Regions from separate parts of the Capra hircus genome. Here region 2 is linked to region 1. The links are chromatin contacts, called in public Hi-C maps. All regions are on one chromosome and are shown on one strand. Each heading gives the region's core, a stretch centred on a gene start, on an enhancer-like site or on the middle of the called end of the contact. The rest is flanking DNA. Distances are from core to core; before and after follow the strand shown.

The links. Hi-C and Micro-C count contacts between places; a contact is called where the count stands out from the background.
Region 2: a Hi-C map of blood shows a contact between it and region 1, with 3 times the contacts expected there. The contact joins the enhancer-like site here to the promoter of GNG2 in region 1. A contact is called at or near these places in 2 of 5 Hi-C or Micro-C datasets (both in blood).

Annotation. Positions count from the first base shown.
Region 1 is chr10:58,383,751-58,389,447 of ARS1.2, reverse strand. GNG2 (guanine nucleotide-binding protein G(I)/G(S)/G(O) subunit gamma-2) reads left to right here and starts at 1,957. Exons shown (of 3, transcript XM_005685654.3): 1 at 1,957-2,181.
Region 2 is chr10:58,463,797-58,469,658 of ARS1.2, reverse strand. No RefSeq gene overlaps it. Among named protein-coding and RNA genes, the nearest start is that of GNG2, 79 kb to the right of the region's middle. Within about 2 kb of position 2,853, at least 3 of the 5 cell types and tissues checked have an H3K27ac peak or open chromatin away from gene starts, as enhancers often do.

The DNA of each region.
Region 1 (5,697 bases), core at 708-3,207:
TTTCCAGTAACCTTTGGCACCAGGATTCCTGACTTGGAGGTAGTCCATGTCTGATCACTGGGCTATAGGAGGCTGTGGGGATTTAATGAAATCCTCTCCTGCTACAGTTCTGGTTACTGGTGCTTCAAAAGTAGTTCCCCATTTAAAATCTTGAAACAGTCCATTCATAATTTTCTGACGTTATAATGAGTTGATTTCAGGGTCCTTTTTGATAAAAGATTTCTAGGTAGAAGAAATAAGCAAACTCTTATTCATGGAATATCAAACCAAAACAAAGGATATCCCAGGGACTGTCGCAGAACACTTCATAGAAATTGAATTCTATATCTTCCAGGCTAATGTGCTGTGGTCCTTCAGATGGGATAGGAAGGCTCACTTGGTGACTTCCCTGATGATAGAGTTATCCTGCATCAGCCCTAGTTTTCCAATGTTCCTTGTTAGTTTACTTGCTAGAGGGGTGAGGCAAGGCTGGGTTAAAATGTAGAGTTGAGAATTTACTCTGTTGCCCAGGAAGATCAGCTTTCCAAGCACTGATTCTTGAGGAGAGGTTTCTTAACAATGTTGCCTGGACACTAGAAGGATTCCCCCCACCCCTACCCTCAGCCTGTATTTAATTTGTAGCTTCCCCCAAAGCACCTTGTGTTCCTAATGAGGAAGAATGACTCACACGATGAATAAATTCAGAGCCCCAAGAGCAATGAGGTTTAGTGGTGAATATACTAACCATGGGGAATCAGGAAACCAAGTGGTGGTCCTGGTTTGGCTGCTGACTGCTAAAGTTACTCACCATCTCTGAGCTTGTATCCTCTAAAAAGAGCTCTGATATGTCAAACGTATCTTATGTTTTAGGAAAATATTATTATCATGTTGTGCATCGTTTCATTTCATCCTCAAATTTCTGCTATGGGGTATGACCCTGCGCTCTGTTGTTTTGGTCATGCCCAACTCTTTGTAACTCTATGGACTGTAGCCTGATAGGCTCCTCTCTTCATGGGATCCTCCAGGCAAGAACACTGGAGTGGGTTGCCATGCTCTCCTCCAGGGGATCTTCCTGACCCAGGGACTGAACTTGCATCTCTTGAGTCTCCTGCATCAGCAGGTGGACTCAAATGGGGTGTGACTTTAATCTCCTCTATTTTTGCAGATGAGGAAATTGAGGCACGTAGAGGTTAAATAATTTGCCCAAGTTCATAGCCAGTAATGACAGTGTGGACTCAGATACTGGTGGGCAGACTGCCTGCAGTCTCTCCCCTTATTGCTAACACTCCACCACCTCCTAAAGTGAAGGGAAAGGCCGAGAGAATGGCGAGGGTCCTTTTAGTCCTGCTAGTGTAGGTCAGAGGGCTCTGGCTCTGTTTCTGGGGGGAGAAGATCCAGCATTCAGCCCCACCTCGTTCCTTCCCACTACTGAGAATCTCTCGGGGAATACGTCTTCACTACTAGGTCACAGGTAGCATTTCTTATCTCCTATGCCCCACAAAAATATATATTAGGGCCATTCTTTTCTGAGCGCGTGGGTTAAGCCAAAGCTCAATGTAGTAGGGCCTTGGAGAAATGAAGCATCGAGAATGTTGGCCACAGAGAGAAGTGTTTCAGCAAGAAGCTGCAAGCTCCCAGCTCGCTAGCTTGGTAGGGACCCCAGTAAATCAGGATAAGCCATGGAGGCTGGCACTGGATCTCAGGGGTAGAATGTGGTCAGGGGCTGCAGACCCCTCAAAACAACAGCAGCAGCAGCAGCAACAAACCAAGTTCAAGCTAAGAAAGCAGACTGTGTGCGTGGAAGGGGGCTGAAAGCAGAAGGGAATGAGGGGGAGGAAGGAGCAGACAGGGCCAAAGGGACCTGGAACAAAAGGGGGAAGAGGATTTACAGGCAAAGGGTTCCAGTGAGCCCTGAAATGGAAGGAGAGGGAAAGAAGTAAGCAGCTAACTGTAAGCTAGAGGAGGAAGTGGGAGATGCGCTGCTTCCTGTAGAAAGACCGATGATTGAAGACAAAGCTGGGTGGGGACTAGTCCCTGGGCTGCAGGCGCTGCTGCTACACATACACACAACGGCTGCCGCTCAGTGGGCAGCTCCTACTACTGCGGGGCTGGGCTGGGCGGGCTGCGCCGGAGCTCGCCTGCACTCAGCGGCGCGGAGGGCGGAGGAAAGCCACTCTCCTCGGACCAGCCTCGGGAGCCAAGGTAAAGGAAATGCTTTTCGTGTTGCTCCTTGTTAAGTGGGGAAAATGACCACCGCCAGCGGTTTTAAGGGCAGATTTCGAAGGGAAGAAAGGCACATTGTTCGGGGATGGGAGGAAATGATCAGGATGGATTCTGTTAGGAGGACTTTTGAGAAGGACCAAATTTGTGACACCTAGGTTTGAGAAAATAATCCTCATTAGTGCTTAGCTTCCGTGACTCATCAGGAAAACATGCTAAATATTAAGAAGCTGTTTGCAGAGTTCTCTTGTAAGAAAAGCAGAGCCCAGGCGAAATCAATGGGGGCTGTGAAGCTGTGGGCTGACCATCTGAGCGTCGCAGTCCGGTTTCAGGGGTGTAAGTGGTGTAAAATGTTAATTGCATTATCTCTCTTACACAGAGCACTGGAGTGGTCTGTTGCAGCATAAGGATTGTGATTTGGCTTTTTATGTTGTTTGTTTGTTTTGGGAGAGTAAATTCTTTTGTACTCAGAATTTACCAACAAAGGCTGGAATTGCGTATGTGAGGGACAGTATTTACCATTTAAAAAACGGTGTCTTCCTCCCTCTGCGCTCTGCAGCTGCTCTCAGGATAACCTTAGAAACAGCTATCAGTTGCCAGTGGGTCTTATCCTAAAGTTGCATCCTTTCTCAAAGGAGTGGGGCGAGTTTAACTTATCTAGAATCAGATAGGAGTATATATATGGATTTTATGTTTATATAGATTTTATTCAGCTCTAGGTCAAGGTACATATTAGCCTCGGTGAGGGACAACATGTTAAAGTGTTGCCGGAGTTGTTTCCTTCCCTGCATATGCTGTGCATGGACAAAATAGTGAAATCAGAACGTGATTTTTATTCTTTGATTTTCTTGAGCAATGGGTCATCTTATTGAGAGTCTGTGGCCCTGGCTTGTTCATATTTGTGAATGATACATACAAGTGCAGTAAATAGGTCTAACGGATTAGAAGTGAAATTGTGAGATTCTTTTCGCAGAGTATGTAGGAGAAAGAGTTTAATATCCCAACATAGCCTGATTTTAAAAATTAACCTTTGTCTCCAATAAGAAGTGTGGTTAAGCAATAAATGACCATTGGTAAAAACGTTTTATCTTGCATTTTTAGAATGAAAGGAGATACATTTTCAAAGGAAAGAAAGAACTGCTTATAGTGGAGTAAAAATAATAAAAAGGTCCTATTTAGACACTCATAAATTTTTAAAATGTGGATTTTAAATACTAAATATGCCATGGAGAGTGTATATGCTTCCTTTTTTTATCATTATTCTCAATTGTGAAGTTTCTTTTAATGTCATCTTTATGAAATTGATTTGGCTTCTCAAAATATGTGGGGTAACAGCACATTTCAGAAATAAGAATTTTGGGGTCCTTAAGGAATAAAATGTCTAATTTTCCGAGCTTGTTTATGATGACTAACAGGCAAAGTATTACTGGTGTTGAAACCATGGCGCTCCCCTGACAGATCTGTTGAATTTAATCAAACCTGTGGGCAAAACAAGGCATGCCACGTATTCCATGGCTCTGGTTGCTGTATGTCTCCTGGAGTAAAATATGTAAAGATCATCTACCCAAAGAAGAGATCTTGGGTGGATCTTGGATCCAGAATGCCCCTAACTGCAGCTATATGCTCGAGCTGCCTGTCATGAAATGGAAAGTTGGGAGTCTGGGCTATATGAGTGAAAATGGGACTCACCCTCTGGTACTTACTCATCTATAGTCTGGATTCACTAGGTAATGCCAACACCCTGCTTTGTGTGGGGATGTGGAGACAATCTGCCTTACTTCTCTCTGTGTTTCATAAAAGAGTAAGAAAATGAAACCTTGGGTCATAGACACAGGGGAGTCCAGAAACCCCCTGCTCTCTTTTAAAAAGACGTTGAACAAGAGATGCCTATTTTTTCGTAGCCCAAAGCATTTCCTTGATTGTTAAATTCCAGCTTGAAGCGCAACATGAATGAGTAACAGCAGATCAGTAGCTATGATGGTAGGAGGTTTAGGAAAAAGGTGAAGAAACTCCTAGCCTGTAAAATGGGACCATTTCCACTTCTTCTGGCCATACAGAATATAAAAAGACATACTGCTTTTGTCCAGAGTGTTTAGAGTCAGCCGACACTGAAATTTTAATTGTGTGTGTGTGTTTTTTCCCCTGCCATATGGCTAATGGCAGAGTGGAAACACGACTCCATTATTTCCTGGCCAGTCCTGGGCCTCATGGTGGGCTCCTAGTGAATGCGTTTGGTTGACTGACTTTTTTAGCGTACTTCAGAAGGCAGGCTCAACTTTTAAGTATAAAAGCTCTATAGTCAAAGCACAAAGCCTCTTCAAAGACAACTGTGGGAGCAGAAAACAGCATGGTAGAGTGAAAAGAACACAGGCTTCGAGAGGCAGGCAAATTTGCCTTTGAATACTACCACTAGTGCTTGCTCCTTGACCTTGTACGTTAATTTATGAACCTTGCTTTCTTCACTGTAAAGAAGGGTTAATAATCAAGGTATTTTTTCATCGTTGTTTGTCGTGCTATGGTTTTATTTGGTTTTTGCTTTTGTGTATGATTTGTGAGTGCCTGTCAGGTACATAGTAGGTACCCAGGTCCTTTTTTCTCCTGCATCAGGAAAAGTTAGTCTATTCTTAATCTTTGCCACCATCTCAAAGATTCCAGGAGACATTTTTTTAATTGCAGTTAAATATATATATAAAACAAAATTTCCCATTTTAACCATTTTTAAGTATGCCATTCTGTGGCATTAAGTATGTTGACATTGTTGTAACCATCACCACTATTCATCTCCAGAGCTTTTTCATCTTCTCAAACTGAAAATCTGTTGCATTAAACAGTAATTTCCCATTCCCTCCTCCCCCTGGCAACCACTATTCTACCTTCTGTTCATGAATCTGACTACTCTAGGCACCTCATATAAGTGGAATCATGTGGTATTTGTCCTTTTGTGATGGCTTAATTCATTCACCAAAATGTCTTAAAGGTTTGTCCATATTGTGACATATAATTGTAATTTTATGCCTTGTTTAGACTGAATAATATACCATTTTATGTATATATTATATTTTCTAATTCATTAATCTACTGATGGACATTGTGGTTACTTCCTTGTTTTTGCTTTTGTGACTAATCCTGCTATGATCATGGGTGTACAAACATCTGTGTGAGTCCCTGCTTTCACTTCTTTTTGGGTACCCAGAAGGATTAAATGCTATATTATATGGTAACTGTGTTTAATTTTTGAAGAATGACTATACTGTTTTCCATAGCAACTATGGTGACACCAGTGGTAAAGAAATCGCCTGCCAATGCAGGAAACACAGGAGATGAGGGTTCAATTCCTGGGGCAGGAAGATCCCCGGGAGGAGGAAATTGCAACCCACTCCAGTATTCTTGCCTGGAGAATTCCATGGACAGAGGAGCCTGGCAGGCTACAGTCCATGGGGTCGCAAAGAGACGACACGATTAAGCAGGCATCACAATGTAACAGACACAACATATTTC
Region 2 (5,862 bases), core at 1,604-4,103, 79 kb before region 1:
TAGAAATATGAAGGTAAACACTTTTCTTCTTAAACCACCTTAAGAGTTGAAAGTGTTAGTTTAGCATTTAGGGAAGGAAAGAAAAGGTTTTTGTTTATTAGAAGCTTTAAATAGTACATTCTACTGTCAAATTATGTAAATGTATATTACTTAAAAATTTTTTTAAATTCTTTTAAAGACGATAAAACTAATTTCAGTCACCAGTGTAGAACCCTGGGTTCCTAGAGACCCTAAAGAGTACAGGGACTCTTCATTTTGAGGACTGGGTTGTAAATTTGAAGAGAGTAATGGGTGCCGAGCCCAGGAGGCAGAAGAGGAGAGGGAAAGCGAGGCTCTTGTTCTGTGGATGTGGGCTTTTCTTGACAAGGCTCGCAGGCTATTCTGGAGCTCGAGGGAGGTACATGGGAATCGTTTGCAGTGAAGGCACCAGAAGGCGGGGTGGACCTCCCCTCCTCCCACACTCACGCTGGCAACTGTGGGGCCGATGCCCAGTGAAAGTGATCTGGCCCCCGTTTCCTTGGTGAGGACAGCCAGCAGATGGGTGTCTGGTAACTAAACGCCTTCATTGAACAGGCCCGAGTCAATTACTCCACCTGGCCTGGTGCTGACTCAGGTTTCAGCCCCTGGGGCCTAAAGAGAGTGGGGCGGAGGGAGACTGACCCTGAGGGAGCCGGGAGACACAGAGGATGTCAGGATGGAAGGAGAGCTAACTAGGGGACTATTGATCAGTCTGTCCCCTAATTCAAGGGTTCACAAACCTGAGTGACTTTCAGAAAGACTCACAGAAGCCTTGTGGAAGGATTCATGTATTCCCAGGCCTCACATCTCACCTGATCAGAACCTCCAGGGGTAGAGCCCAGGAAGCGGGTGCACACGCTCATCCCCCTCACCGGTCGTGGGAGCCCTGGGGCAAGCTCGTTCCAGACCAGCCCTGCCCATGAGGCCAAGGCAGTCCTCACTGTATTTGAGTTGTTCCTCTGCTTTCTTTCTTACGAGCAGTTCAGATGTGAAAGGAAATCTCTGAAACCCAGGAGGGGATGTCAGCTTTTTGCAGGGGTTTGGCAGCATCTGTCAGGTATGAATTTGTGCTGTAGGAGAAGCAGCTGCTTCCTGGGACGCGCAGGAGCAAAGTTCTCCTTTACACTGTTTCCAACTTTATTCCCATCATTCATCTTCAGTGAGAACCTCTGAAAGGCAACTGAGAGATTCAGAAACAAATATTTCTTTCCCTGTGACAGCCCCCAAGGTCTGAGAAGTGCGGCCAGAGGGCCTCAGGGCCTGTGTTTCTGCTCGGCACCAGGAGGGGGCACCAAAGATGATGATACGTGAATGGACCAAATTCAGTTCCAGAGGATGTGAGCTGTCTTTGGAACAGTCTCTTCTCTCCCAGATCTTACAGTCTGGGATGATATGAGGAGAACGCTGAGAGCAAAGGGCCACAATTGGGTAGGGAATGGTGGGGATTTTTTTTCAGAGCCCCCAGGTGCAGTATTCAGGCTCTTGAAGGTTTTACCATTGGGTCCTAGTGTTTGTGGTCATAAAGTCCTCCCCGTCAAAGCCATCCTAGTCCACAATCTAAAATATATATCTTGTGATGAAGAAGATAAACGGTAAGTGTAGAAATAGAGGGCCAGCTGAACTTTATCTTTAGAAATTGCACCTGGTTGTAAACTTCTTGAGGGTGGAAACCATGTCTTTCTTGCTCACAACTGCATCCTGAGGGACCAGCATCCCCTGGCATAGAAAAAGGTGCTCAATAAATGCTGAGCTTAGCAAAGAATGAAAAGTCTGCAGCCATGGGCCAAGGTGCCAGACGGGCTTTGTAGAAACCACATGAAAGTCCTCTCCACCCAGAAAGCTCTTCCTCTGGGTTTTCTCCTTGTAACAATCTCAGTTCCATGCTGTTGTTGTTCAGTTGCTCAGTTGTGTCTGGCTCTTTGGGATACTGTGGACTGCAGCACGCCAGGCTTCTCTGTCCTTCACCATCTCCCAGAGCTTGCTCAAACTCATGTCTGTTGAGTTGATGATGCCATCCAACCATCTCATCCTCTGTCACCCCCTTCTCCTTCTGCCTTTAATCTTTCCCAGCGTCAGGGTCTTTTCCAATGAGTAGGCTCTTTGGATCAGGTGGCCAAAGTATCAGAGCTTCAGCTTCAGGATCAGTCCCTCAGTGAATATTCAGGTTGATTTCCTTTAGGATTGACCCCATTTCCTCAGAAATGGCCCCTCTCCATTACATCTCTACCACACAACCCCAATTGGTTCTCTAATAACAAATGTCACTATCTTTAACTCAGATTCCATAATTCATTTTTTATTCTTATTTGACTACCTGCCTTCTACACCACCACAACAGCACCGCTCAACCCTCCGCCCACAGCACCTGGAACAGGTTCTGGCCCAGCAGGCAGGCACTCCGTGAGTTCAAGTTGAATGAACAACGCAGCATTAGATTATGAGAGCAAGAGAGACGCTTTTCTCCATTTTGTTGACTCTGGGTCTGTGCTGCATCTTACAGCCTAAGTGTGTCTGTGACGTTGCCTTTCACTCCCTTCCTCCCTGAAAAGCTATGAGTGCATCAGGGTGCTCATGTTGTAGCCTATGTCTTAGCACCAGTGAAAGTCAACAAGCATTGTCCTGAGCTCTCTAGCTTGGCTGCCTCTAAATCCAGGACACTTTTGTTGAGCAGCGAGGAGGAGGGAGGCACGTCAAAGAGGATAAAATAAGGAAGCCAGAGCCCAGAAATAGTCAGAGGGAATGAGGGACACAGAGGGCATCTGGAGAGGGTGTGGCGGGCTGGCAGCGGTCTTCCTCTGGCACTGGGCAGTACCAGTTGTCCTTCTTCTCCTGCCTCCTCTCTCCCTCTTTGGGGTGTTTGTTACTGTGCCAGGAGTAGCTGCATCACTGCTGGTGTGCCAGAGCCCAACACGTGTGATGGCTGCAGCTCCGGGGTGGCAGGGGACGTGGGCCCGGTCCTCTGCCTCCTGGAGTCCTGGATGTGATACGGGGGCAAAGGCTCCATATAAGGACGGCCTGGGTCGGAACAACAGCTTCAGGCATACTGCCAAACTATGGTCCTGCAGAGGCTGCGTCAGAACTAGAGCTGGCCCATTGCAGGTTCTCAGGGCCAACCCTCCACCCCAGAATCAGCTCCAAGAATCTGCTTTTCATAAGCTCCCCCCACCCGGACCCTCCCACTACCCCTGCTGCATGATTCTTCAGGAGAGTGATTCTCAGACTTAAGTGAACATGAGGGAATGATATGATCCGCCTGTGACCTGTCCCAACTCCAGGCAGCTCCTCTTACAAACGGAAAGGGAATCCCACAGGCCAAGGCTGATGCACTGGGTTGGGCCTGGGTGAGCTCCAGGGCAGGCAGGACAGGGCCTGGGGGACCAAACGGAGCTTGGCTCTGGGGTGTCCGCTGCCTGTTCCTGGCTCTAGGCTGACCCCCGGTGGTCAGAGCGAGTGGTTTGGTAGGAGGGACCCAGAGTATTTGCAGCAGGGGTAAGTTATAATAAACTCCACCTGTGCTTGCAAAGGCTCTATTGCCAAGACTGGGATGATTTGAGGAGGGGGTGATACGCAGGTTATAGTTCCAAATTCCTTGTATTGCCCCTTTTGTCGACTCGTCTTGTCAGTGTTCCTCCCCAGTCACCTCTGGGTATCATTTTAGCTGCATTTCTGCATCTCATTGGAGGGGGCAGAGGGAGAGAGAAAAGGACAAAAAGCTGGGTGTTTTCACAACACAGTCTCTTTTTTCAGGGGCGTGGCCAAGGTTAAAAAAAAAAAAAAACCTGGCAACCAGACACAGGTGTGCCTCATTAGCCCAGGTCCCACTTTGCCTCTCTGACCGGCACCGCTGAACCCACTGAGGATGGAGAAAGGTGGGCAAGATGGGAGCACCACTCCAGTAGACCTTCCTCTGTCCCTTGGGGTCTGGAGTGACTCACTCAGCTTCTGGGCACTGAACCTGTCAACTTGCTGAAACTCAGTCTCTCCCAGGATGCAAGAGGCCATAAAAACAGGTAATCTGAATAAGTCCCCCAGTGCTATATTACCGTCTCCTTTTCCTTTTTAATTCTTGGACATTTATAACCAACAGAGATCATTTGACTTGAATGATGAATAATAATTTGCTTTTGCATTTCCAGAACTGAAATACAGACCCAAATCAGGGAGTTATGAGTCTTTCATCCAGTGACTGCAAAGCAAGATGAGTTAGTTTAAAAAGCGTAGCAAACGCATAGAGGAAAAAGCTCGATCCAGAGAGTCAGGAAGGGAAGTGACTTGAGAGGCAGGACCCCAACTGTTGCAGGGTTGACCATATGCAGTCCAGTTACTCGGGCATTTAATACACATGACTAAGAGCCTTCTATGAGGAAGAGACTGAGCTGGAGGCTAGGAAGACAGAGAAAAGTAAAATGTCTGGCCCTACCCTCAAGTTATTGTCAGTCTTTCAGGAGACAGTGAAAAGACACATAAGCCAAAACATCAAACTATTTGGACTGTGAATTTCTCTGGAGTGTTTAGCTGTCTGATTTGCTGTGTGATCATCATTGTTATTCTCATTCACCAAGTGCATAAAATTTCATATAATTCTCACCATAATCTTTCCATTATTTATTATTCTCCCCATTTTATAAATGAGGAAACTGAGTCCTTAGATCAGATAGCATGCCCAAGGTCAAATAGCTGGGAAGTGGGGGAACTGGCATCAACTTGACTCCAGAACCCATTGTCACCCACCACGTGACAATGTCCTCCGGGGCCTCCATCTCTAATCTCGTTTCCTGATACTCTCTTGCTTGAGTCCACTTCTCACCTCTCACTTACACTTATCTCTTCCCACTCACCCACCCTAACATCCTTTCCTCCTGTCTCCAAGAATAAGGCACGCAGTCATCACAGTTCATTCATCACTCCACCCCTTCTTCTCCAGCCCTTAGGACTGTCCACTCACCTTTCTCCTGCACCCTCAGTTCATCACCTCTGCTCTCTGCTTCCCCTCAGCCCCGAAACGTGTCAAAGACTCTGCTTTGCTAAACCCACAAACAAAATAGCACACCAGAAGCTTCCTTTATCATATACTTTACCTGGGTCTCCTCCATTGCAGGCAGATTCTTTACCATCTGAACCATCAGGGAAGCCCTATACACCTATTAGAACACCTGTTAAAACAGCTCAAATAAAAAAGTAACGATACCAAATGCTGGTGAGTATATGGAAAAACTAGATCTCATGAATTTCCCGGGAATGTAAAGTGGTATAGCCTTCTGGAAAATAGCTTGGTGGGTGACAGTAGTGGTAAAGAGCCTGCCTGCCAATGCAGGAGACATAAAAAACTCCTTTTACGGTTTCGATCCCTGGGTGAGAAAGATCCCCTGGGAGAAGGAAATGGCAACCCATTCCAGTATTCTTGCCTGGAGAATCCCATGGACAGAGGATACTGGCAGGCTACAATCCATAGGATTGCAATGAGTCAGACACAACTTAGCATACATGCACATAGAAAACTACACATATACCTGCCAGATAATGCAGCAGTTGCACTCCTAGGCACATATGCCAGAGAAATGTGAACTTATGTCACAAAAGCGTCTACATGATGTTCATTGCAGCTTTATTTCTAATAGCTCCAAACTGGAAACAACCCAAATGTTTTCAGCCAGTAAATGTCTAAACTAAGTGTGGTGATAATCATATAATGGAATACTACTCTAATAAAGAGAAACAGCTCCTGATACTTGCCATGGTATTGATGGATCTCAAGGGTATTATGCTGACTGAAAAGAGGAAGCTGGTTTTGGAATGTAACATTCTATATGGTACCATTTATATAATATTTTCAGAATGACAAAA